Regions from separate parts of the Mus musculus genome. Here region 2 is linked to region 1. A link is a contact called in public Hi-C data. All regions are on one chromosome and are shown on one strand. Each heading gives the region's core, a stretch centred on a gene start, on an enhancer-like site or on the middle of the called end of the contact. The rest is flanking DNA. Distances are from core to core; before and after follow the strand shown.

Region 1 (5,475 bases), core at 1,223-3,722:
TATCTCTGAAATACTAAGAATACATTGTTTAGTTTAGGCTCTTTTGCCCTTAACTGTATAGCTATTTGTTCTTCCCAATTTTGTTTTGGTGCCCTTTTCAGCTGTATAGTAGGACTCTATTCTATAAGAAACTCTCTTCTCAGATATATTCTTACCTATTTCTTCAGCTATCAGAAAATATTGATCCTATTCTTTCATTGGATTTTGGGTGTCCCAACATATTTTGCTCCTCAAATTAATATTTTTCAGATCCTCAAAAGAAAGATTCAGAGATCAAGACTTAGCATCACGTGACAGAGACAGGAGTTCAAGAGACAGATCACCTCGTGACCGAGATCGAAAAGATAAGAAGCGGTCCTATGAGAGTGCTAATGGCAGATCAGAAGACAGGAGGAGCTCTGAAGAGCGTGAAGCAGGGGAGATCTAACTAGCTGTGTACATATCTTCAATCCTTAAGCTTCCCATGGAGTTACATGCTATTGTTTATAGTTGTAAAGGGTGACAGTTCTAGACACCGATCCAGTCAGACTAGATGTATAGTATCCAATGATTTGAACTGAACCTGTTTTCCTTCATAAAGCCTAAAACTACATCCATAGTTTTTTGTGAACCTGAACATAACAGTTTATATGATGAGATACTGTTCTCTATTCTTTCAAGTTAGGAGTGATAGTGAATGAATTGTGTTAATGTCTTGCAGTTTTTGAACATTTGTAAAATATTGTCTTCTTTTCTATTCCAAACAGCAGCAGCTTTAGGATTTTTTTTTTCCATTATAATTCTTCTTCCTTTGACTTTTATATCTCCTGATACCTGTTCCTCCAACTATAAGAGGAGAGGGTGAAGGGAAGTATTGTAACTTCTTTTCTAAGGTTCTGTTCACGTTGGTTATTAGTTGATTACAGTTGAGCATTTCTACTGGATTGTGTGCTGGAGACATTTAAACACGGGGCTGTTTTGTTAGGGGCCTATAGAGTTGGAAGTTGAACAGCTGTTGCATTACATACTTTTGCTTTTATATTGAAAATTTGAAATCAGACTTGCCTTGATTTTTTTTTTTTTTTTTTGTTCTAAGAAACTGCTATGTTCAGTATATTGAGGGGGGTGGGGGGGCAGGGACTATTTCATAATAGCACTTGTGTGTGTGTGTGTGTGTGTGTGTGTGTGTGTGTGTGTGTGTAGAGTTTAAAGACTATAATTGTAAAAAAAATGAAAAGAATCATCACCACCACTGTAACTTGTTGATAGTAAGTTGCCACTAGAACTATTTGCTGTGGTTATTTTCTATTTTGTAACATCTTAACAGTGCCTTTCTGTATAAGGCACCAAAGGAAGTAAATATTTAACTCTGGATTTCAGATGAATTGTTGCTCCACCCAAATCTCTTGCTGCCTATACTATACTTCAGAGCTGTAGTGAGCAGCTTCTGTAAGGAAAGAGTGAACCTGTAGAAGCAACTAAGAGTTGCTTGGTTTGTATTTCTTAATTGACAAGCCTGAATAAAAACCATATGTAACCAACATACTGAAACAGCAGTTTCTGCATTAAAGATCTAATTACCTACTGACTACCTAGTAGTTAACAAACACCTTTTGTTCTTCTAGAATATAGGGGAAATAATATATTAACTAGTAAAGTTAGTATATATTAAGATCACTTTTTGAAGGGTAAGATCTCATGTAGTGCAAGCTGACCTAGAATTCACTGTGTTAACAGGGTATGACTTTGAACTCCTGACCTTTGATTGAGCCTTTGCCTCACTGCTCAAGATTATAGATGTGTACAATGAAACCCAGTTAAAATACTATTTCGGGGTGGTTGGTGGTGGAGGGCAGTTCCCAAAATTTAATGACAGGTATTTGACCGTTTGTGAATGTGAAAGAGCAGAAAAATAATGGCCATTTGTGTGATTATTCTTGAGTTTTAGAGATGAGATCTTGTTCATGTATCCTTGGCTTGCCTTGAATTGCAAACTTTTTGTCTCAGCCTTCTAAATATTGGGAACATAGGCACAGACCAGCGGGTGTAGTTTAAACTTTTTTTTTAACAGCAGAAAGGAACAAAAGCATGATAAATTATGCCCATTATCTCAGTGCTGATGCATTTGTGAGGCTGAGGCATGTGCTTGGCAAGTTTAAGGTCAGGTAGGGGCACTCCTGTTTCCAGTTTACCAAGTGAACACATTTATAAAAGACTGTCAGGAATGCCTGGGACAAAGCCAACATCTATGAAGGATAACTGTACGTGGTGTTGCCCTATTTCCAAAGCACCATTGTTACAGTCTTTTTTACTTTAACTTTTTCTTTTGAACTGAGAAAAACATGAAAAAAAATCAATTAGCAAAATTGGGGTGTGAGTTATATGTGTTTTAGGTTCCTGAATTTTCCCCCAAAGAAAGTGCAGTATAAATGACTTGAGGGCTGGATTGAAGCACTTCCATTTCCTGTTTGATGTCTCAGTTTCAGTTCCTAGCATTATGAAAATTATATTGTCAAAAGTTTTTGCTGCTGAGCAAGGCATGGTGAGTGCTCTGGTCCCACAATTGAGGGTAGTTCGGAAGCTAAGAGTGGATTTGGAGTTCAACACCAGCCTCAGCAGCTTGTAAGCCTTATACAAAGCACACTTGTAAAAGTGTGGTTTTTGAAATCACATAAAGGACCCATTTCAAAAATAGGCCTATAGTGAATCGAAGTCCAAATTCCAGTTTATAGAAAATAAGGTAAGTTCTAAATGTATGTTACTTTACAAAACAACTGGCTAATTTTTCTTCAAAAAGTCAAAGATTTAGGTTAACCAATAACTGTGTTTGTAGTCTAATTAGATCTAAAAGAGATTTTTGACTAGCTGGCCATGGTGTTTCATGCCTGTTATCTAGACACATGAAAGTCAGGAGAATTTCCATGATTCTGAGGCCAACTTGGGCTACAATAGAAAAACCCTGCCCTTTGGAGGAAAAAAGTAAGAAAAAATAGAGAAACTGAGAGATTATATAGACTGGAAAAAACTTGTTAACTTATATAATGATAAACTTGCACTACATTAAAAAAAACCTTATTTTTAGTATTTATGTGAGAGATGATATTTGGTACTTATTTCAAATGATGCAGTTAAATATCCACATACATATAAAAATAGTGTGTAATATGTTAAATATTAGAAGAGCTTTATGTATATTTTCAATTTTTTCTTTTTTTTTTTTTTTTTTTTTTGGTTTTTCAAGACAAGACAGGGTTTGTCTGTGTAGCCCTGCTGTCCTGGAACTTACTTTGTAGACCAGGCTGGCCTCGAACTCAGAAATCCACCTATCTCTGCCTCTGCCTCATGAATGCTGGGATTAAAGGCGTGCGCCACCACTGCCCGGCTATTTCTTAAGATTTTATATTTGAACCTTATCAGAATCACACTAATAGATAACACCAATGGACACATACACAAAAAGTACCTGAGACCATCAGCATTGAGACACCACTGCATACCTACTGAAATGGCCCACAGAGGGGCAGTATAGCAATATCAAGTGCTAGTGTAGGTGGTGAACAACTGGAACCCCCAAAAGGACTGAAAATGGCACAGCTGCTGCTTATAAATTAGGCATGTCCATAACACAGTTCAGTCGTCTTGCTGCCCAAGGGGGAAAAAAAACCAGGAGACTCCACAGATTTGTATTTGAATGCTTAAAGCAGTTGTGTTTATAGTAACCCCAAACCACAAATATTAGAAAGATCTATCAACCAGAAATCAGACTGCGGTGCATCCACACAATGGAAATAATTGCTAATGTATATAGCAATGAGTAACTTCATATACTCAACTGAAGGAGCTAGACCCAAAAGAGGACACTGTACAGTTCTCTTCATGTGAATTAAACAGGCAAAAATAACCTGTTAGCCTTATTAGGGCTTGCTGCTGAGCAGTAAGCCTTTTAGGGTGTTAGACATTTTCCGTACATTGAATGGCAATGTTTATGTGCTGCCTACTCCTTGGCCTTTTTAAAAATTTTCTATTTCTATAAAAATAAATATTGGTACCTTAAAATTGTGAATATGGGGGCTGGAGGGAGGACTTGGGTTAAGAACACGGCTCATGAAGTGTGGACGGGCCTGGTGCTGTTCTTGTGAACCAATCTAGTGAATAAAGGAACCAATCACTGGGTGAGTACGAGGGACTTCCGGGTTGGATGGAGGAAGGAGGAGAGAGTTAGGTCCTTTTGGAATGGGGATAGCATAAGGACAAGATGTAGCTGCTAGAGTTTCCCAGCAAGTCTGTCAGGATTTGCCACCGAAAGAATCAGATTTAATAGGGCTTACAAGACAAGGTTTTAGTTGTGTCCAGAGATTGAGTTTCCATTGTTTCTGAACTAAGTCTATGTGGCGGTTTCCTTCATGCAAGGGTTCAACTGGGTTCAAGAGAGAAAGGTATGACGACAAAGCCTTGGTTTGCTAAATGTGTACCACAAAGGCCATGGGCGATTTGAAGCACAGGGTTGGAGTGGTAGACCCGCCAATGGGAACCTTGCAAGCTGGGTAGAGAGATTGTGGAGTTCTGAGTCAGCTCCATGAGATAAACACAGGTTGGCCATTGCCCGCCAGTGCATGGCAGGCCAGGCTACCAGGGCAGAGAGTTGCCGGCACAAAGGCAGGGACGAACCAGTCTTTTTTTTTTTTATATATATATATATAAATATTTCCCACAACAATGAAGGGTACTGGGGTTAGGTTCCCAACCCATGTCATGTGGTACCATCTGGAACTGGTGTTCACTGACAACTTCCCTAACAGGCACACATACACAGTTGAGAACAATAACATTTTTGTTTGTTTGTTTTATTTTTGTTTTTTCGAGACAGGGTTTCTTTGTGTAGCCCTGGCTGTTCTGGAACTCACTCTTTAGACCAGGCTGGCCTCAAACTCAGAAATCCGTCTGCCTCTGCCTCCCAAGTGCTGGGATTAAAGGCATGCACCACCACTGCTCAGCGAACAATGACATCTTTTAAAATGTAAATATGATTCCTAGTGTATAATGTTCTAATTTTTTATTTTAAATTGCTCCTAGTGCTGACAAGATGACCCAGCAAGTGAAAGTGATTGCAGGGTAAGCCTGACAACCTAAGTTCAGCCTTCATTACACACACGGAAGGTGAAAAAACACACAGACGTTACATTCTTACCTTCTCGCATCCAAGGTGCCCAAGTTCCCAGGACAATAATGTTCTCTGAAGATCAATGTAAAATAAAAGAATTAGGCTTATCCCTGTCTATCAAATGAGACTCAAACTATGCTCAATTGCTGGGGGATTACCCTAATTAGTTCTCTAGCACTAGGCTGGCTGCTTCTCCACTTGTGCTCCCAAATACTTGATGTTTGAATCCTCCTGGACTATTTCTGCTCCAGCAGTCTGGTATTCTGGGGGCATTTCATTCTCTCACTTGCTGCTGGTCCAATCTTTGTGGTCCCTACTTGCAACCCCCAGCCAAG
Region 2 (5,685 bases), core at 1,967-4,466, 470 kb after region 1:
GATACCGCCCCAAAGCCTCCTGATTGTAACTTAATATTTCTGTCCCTATCTAGCTTTCAAATGAATGAGACTCAGACTATGATTTATTTATTTAGCTTTTGTGCAATTGCTGTGTAAATTACCCCAAGTCTAATTTTCTAATAGCTAGACTGGCTACTTCCCCAACTGTGCTCCCTAAATACTTGCTGTTTGAGTCTTCTAGCAGTCTGTCCTGAGGGTGGGGGGCATTTCATTCGGGCACTTGTTCCTGGTTCATCTCGTCTAACAGAGACTTCTTGTTCCCTGTGTCCTCTTCCTCCTCTTTTCTCCTCCTGGTTCCTACCTGCGAACCCCAGCCAGGTAACTCAAAGGCTGCCTCCTTCTATCCTCCCCAGTTGTCTTAGGGTTTCTACTCCTGCATAAACATCATGACCAAGAAGCAAGTTGGGGAGGAAAGGGTTTATTCAGCTTACACTTCCACACTGCTGTTGATCACCAAAGGAAGTCAGGACTGGAACTCAAGCAGGTCAGGAAGCAGGAGCTGATGCAGAGGCCATGGAGGGATGTTTCTTACTGGCTTGCTTCCCCTTGCTCCATCAGCCTGCTTTCTTGTAGAACCCAAACCCAGGGATGGCACCACCCACAAGGGGCCCTCCCCCCTTGATCACTAATTGAGAAAACGCCCCACAGAAGCATTTCCCCAACTGAAGCTCCTTTCTCTGTGATAACTCCAGCTTGTGTCAAGTTGACACACAGAACCAGCCAGTACAGCAGTAATTGGCTGTTGCCAGTTTTATTTAACAAATAGTTTTAAATTGGGGAGCAAGGTTTACAAAGGCTGCACTTGGCAATTTGCTCATCTTGGGGCAGCCAGATCTTAGGTACAGAAATTAGCATGTGAATACAGCATTTGAATGGCAGCACCAGACCAGCCCCTGACACACTATACATAGCCAATGGGTGCAAGAATGGATCTGGGAACCAGATGCCAAGATCTCCCTTGTTGATGGGAGAGGAAGTAGGGAACCTGAATGAATGGTGAAGCTTCCTTCATCCAATGGCATCCAGTGCCTGGGCTGCTGTATGATCCTACCTGGGATCTGATCTGCCCTGAGCTTCTCTCTTCCGATGGAAGTGGGGCCTAGATATCTGTTCTGCTTCCACACAGCATGGGGGACTCAGAGGTGACAGAGGAGGAAGCACCTCTAAGCAGCTGCAGGATGAAATCTCAGGGCAGGAGCACCAGGTACTGGGCATTGCAACCACCACCAGCTTGGGCACACGTAGCTCCATGGCCTTCCCTAAATTCCTTAGAGGAAATATAATTATCAGACAAAGTGCAATGACAGATTGGTTTTGCTCCTGAAAGGAATTACGAGTAACTATGGGCTCCTCTGTTTAGTTTGTTTAATCTCTCTGTTTTGGAGGTTTCTTTGCTCCTATAGCTGCTCCACAGGCACACCCAGCCTTACCAACCCCTGGCTACCCCATGCACAGTGGTGCAGCATGGCCGCCACAGCTGCTGCTGTGCACAGGGCTGGGAATGAATGTACAGCGTGAACACTTTCTTTTCCCGTGGTTTTTTAAGAAAGCATGTTGACTTTCACATGCCAGTGTGGCTTACCTCCACAGGCATCACAGACATGACCACTGTCAGTTGTTCCTAAGCCTTATGCAGCAGAGCTCAGCACAGTTTCATGAGTCAGACAGGAGACCCAGCATCACCTAGGAGGGCAGGCCCTATTTCCCAGTTTGCAGAGGATCCTTGTTGGTCCTAGTGGAGTTTAGGAAGGGCAGAAAGGTGGGGTTACTATGGCATGGTCATGTGTTTTCTGGAACTGAAGTTGGGAATTTCATATTCCATGTACTAGCTGAGTTTGAAGTTCTGGGTTTTTGGAGTCAGCTCCAAGCCTCATTTGGATGGTGTCAGAGGCTTTGAATCTAGACAAGGTCTCTAGCCTGGCTTCTTACTGTTTCTGAGACATCCAAAACAGAAAGATTAAACAGAGGAGCCCACAGTTACTCGTAATTCCTTTCATGAGCAAAACCAAAAATATCATTGTACTTTGTCTGATAATTATATTTCCACTTAGGAATTTAGGGATGTTTAAGCCTATCACTTGACATAAGCAGCAGAAGATTCTCTTTAACATATGTGTGTATGTGTGGGGATGCACTGTGCAGGTGCGCATGCACACATGTGGAAGTGGCCAGACAATCACAGCTGTCATCCTCAGGAAGGCCACCCATCACCTTTGAGACAAGGTCTCTTTGGCCTGAACTTCATCAGTTAGGTAAGACTGCTGGCTGGTGATTCCCAGTGACACTGTCTCTGTTTCCCCAGCAGTGGGATTACACACCTACCACACATCCCGCATCTACCTCAGGTGTGTGTGCTAGCAAGGCATGCAGTTACCAACTGAGCCACTGCCCCAAACACGGGATTATTTAAATTTTATAGTAACTGCAAAATAATATGCTTCTACTTAAAAACCAAAACAAACCCTAAACAATAGGAAGGAGTTAAAGAAAATGGACTTCCAGCCCTGCTCAGTGACATCCCTCGAAAGAGACCATGGCAGTTTAGGCGTTGAGTTGGCCAGTTTTCTATTGCAAGCACAAACACCTGAAATAGACAGCTTTAAGGAGGAAGGATTTATACTGGCTGGTGGTTCCAGGACTTTTCATCCAAAGTTAGTTTGCTTCATTGCACTCAAGCCTGTGGCAAGACAGAAACTCCCCAGTGGAAGGGCATTGGGGTGAAAGGGCTGCTTCCTTCATTAAAGCCAAGAAACAGAAAAGGGGGAGAGAAAAACAGACAAGAGGGTAAGGGGAGAGGGCAAGATAAGAGGGAAAGGTAGAAAAGGGGGAAAGAGGATGGAGGAAAGAGGGGGGAAGAGAAGGGGAAGAGAAAGGGAGAGGGAGAGAGAAAAGAGGGAGAGGAATAAGAGGGAAAAATGAGGGTAGGGACAAGATAGATCCTTCTATGATAGGCCCAACCTGCATCCTCTGATTTGGCCCACTGCCTAGTTTCCAATGCCACTAAATTATGAATTCCATCAGTGGATCAATTCCCTGACAAGTTCAGAGCCCCCATGATCCAATGACTTGCCCCAAGACCTGCCTGTGAACAGTGCACTGGGAACCATTGCTTTAAACACATGACCCTTAGAGGGGACACTTCATGTTCAGACCATATATGGTATTCTTCTAGAAATGTTATGTCCACATGCAAATACATATAGTCTACTTCCTCAAAATAAAACATGCTTAGACAAAAGAAACAAACAGGCTGGGTGTCTACTACCAGATGAGGAAGATGCCTAGAGTCCAGCACAGTGGTTCTCAACCTGTGGGTCATGACCCCTTTGGGGGTTAAATGACCCTTTCATAGGGGTTACCTAAGACCACCAGAAAACACAGATATTTATATTATGATTCATAACAGTAATTAGAGTTATAAAGTAGGAATTAAAATAATTTTATGGTGGGGGTCACAACATGAGGACTGTATTAGAGGGTCACAGCATTAGGAAGGTTGAGAACCACTGCTCTAGGGTAATAGTTGACCAACAGTGAGTATCTTAGTTAGGGTTTTATTGCTGTGAAGAGACACCATAACCAAGACAACTCTTTTAAAAGGACATTTAATTGGGGGTGGCTTACAATTTTAGAGGTTCAGTCCATTATCATCATGTCAGCCTGCAGGCAGACATGGTGCTGGGGAAGGAGCTGAGAGCTCTACATCTTGATCTGAAGGCAGCCAGGAGGAGGCTGTCTTCCGTAAGCAGCAAGGAGGAGGGTATCTTACGAGTGGGCAGAGCTTGAGCACTAGAAGACCTCAAAGCCCACCTACACACAATGGCACACTTCCTCCCACAAGGCCATACCTCCTAATAGTGCCACTTCCCATGGGCCAAGTATATTCAAACCACCACACTGGGTATACTTATACTACAGAACTGCTCCCTTGAAAATGGTTCAAATGACAGTTTATGTTATATGTGTCTACTCTCAACAAAGTAGTAAGTCAACAAACCTTACCAAGACCAGTTCTAGCATTAGAATACTCCAGAGTTATCATAATAGCTAGTAGGACAAACACCCTTATTCTAGCCAGCCTTACATACTATTTTAAGTATTTAGAGTACAGACAGTTTTCCACTAACTCCAGGCCCTCTACTAGGGAAGTACAGAGGTGAGAAGGTATAGGAGCTGGGAACAGGCAGACAGGAGTAGTACACATCTCCTGATATCTTGGCCATGTAAGGGAACCAGGTCTTTTCTATACAGGGAAGGTGTCTCTGAGACCAACCTTTGACCCAGGGTGGCTTTCCTAATTTCTCATCTCCTGGTCCCCCCCCCCCACACCTCCCCAGTCCCCTGGTTTTGGTTGGTTGGTTTGAGAATCTGAGGGGTTTTTTTTTAAAGATTTATTTATTTTATGTATGTGCACTGTTGCTGTCTTCAGACACACCAAAAGAGGGCATCGGATCCAATTACAGATGGTCATGAGCCATCATGTAGTTGCTAGGAATTGAACTCAGGATGTCTGGAAGAGCAGTCAGTACTCTTAACCACTGAGCCATCTCTTCAGGACCTATTTCATTTTCTTAATCACGGCTTCATCAATGATCAGTGGCCCAGGAGGGACAAAAAAAAAAAAAAAAAAAAAAAAAAAAAAAAAAGCTGCCAATGTCCATGGGGTTGGATGCCCAAAACCTTTGAGGATCATGATGAGGACCATCTGGGGGAGGGAGGAGACAGAAGCCAGACAGCAGAGATGAACCACCAGATGCGAGGGAGAAAGATGAGGGGAAACTGAGGGTAACTGAGAGAGGCTTGACTCTGAATGACAGCATGAGAAAGTCAAGAATCCCCTGCACCCCCTCAGATACCTGCCCTTGAAAAGTACCTCTGCCCCCCAGTGCAAGGCACGCAGAGGGCCACCAGCCTCACTTTACCTGCAAATGAGCAATGTGTGAAGTGAGGAGGGTGAGGAAGGGTTTTCAATTACTGAGACAGGAAGGTGAAGTCTGAAAGAATCCCATAGGGTACCACAGCCCCAGCTGCAGTTGGAGAGAGAGAAGGTAGAAGAGGTGCTGCTGAAGAGAAGACAGTACCTGTAACTCCACCTCTGTCCAAAACAAGGCTTGATCCCATCCTTTAACATTATCTATAAACTCTAAGCAGAACTCAAAAGGGGCTGCCCTGGAGATTAAAAAGCTAAAGGTTACGTTTGCACCCTAAAGTAAGCAAAGAGCATCTGCAGCTCTCTACTTCTAGTTCCGCTTCCAGAAACTTATTTCTAGTCCCAAAGCAGAACAGTATAGTGAGAGCAGCTCAGGTTGGGGAGGTCAGGTACGGACATCACAGGATTTGAAGTCTAGGCTCCCGTGGTGGTGTGACTGGAGAAGAGGCTGGGATGCAGCGACTCCAGGTACGCACAGGGCTTGAAAGGATTCAATAGCTGAAATGTGTCTGCTCTGTCTCAAGCTTGGACAGATCAATCAGTTTTGTCTGTTACTGAAAGCAAGCAGTAGTTTAACTTCTGAGTGCTATGTGGCAGGATGCAGTCCTACCTTTGGCAAGAACTCGAAGGAAGAGACAAGGAGTTGTATTTGACCCGGGGTGGGGGTGGGGGTGGGGGTGTTTCCATGCTCGGGTCCAAGGGTGGAATCCTAAGTATCTTAGTTCGGGTTTTAC

What was found. A called contact is a pair of places that touch in the nucleus more often than the background predicts.
Region 2: a contact with region 1 is called in a Hi-C map of bone marrow-derived macrophages, with 13 read pairs. The contact joins two enhancer-like sites. A contact is called at or near these places in 1 of 15 datasets of contacts at CTCF or cohesin (the NIH/3T3 cell line), 1 of 484 Hi-C or Micro-C datasets (bone marrow-derived macrophages) and 1 of 9 other capture datasets (embryonic stem cells).

The regions. Positions count from the first base shown.
Region 1 is chr6:38,607,904-38,613,378 of GRCm38.p6, forward strand. Luc7l2 (LUC7-like 2 (S. cerevisiae)) reads left to right here. Exons shown (of 10, transcript NM_138680.3): 10 at 250-1,567. The coding sequence ends at 427. Among named protein-coding and RNA genes, the nearest start is that of Klrg2, 27 kb to the right of the region's middle. Within about 2 kb of position 2,473, at least 3 of the 459 cell types and tissues checked have an H3K27ac peak or open chromatin away from gene starts, as enhancers often do. A contact at or near this core is called in bone marrow-derived macrophages, where this site is marked.
Region 2 is chr6:39,073,500-39,079,184 of GRCm38.p6, forward strand. All of the region lies in intron 10 of Tbxas1 (thromboxane A synthase 1, platelet), which reads left to right. Among named protein-coding and RNA genes, the nearest start is that of 1700025N23Rik, 8.8 kb to the left of the region's middle. Within about 2 kb of position 3,217, at least 4 of the 459 cell types and tissues checked have an H3K27ac peak or open chromatin away from gene starts, as enhancers often do. A contact at or near this core is called in bone marrow-derived macrophages, where this site is marked.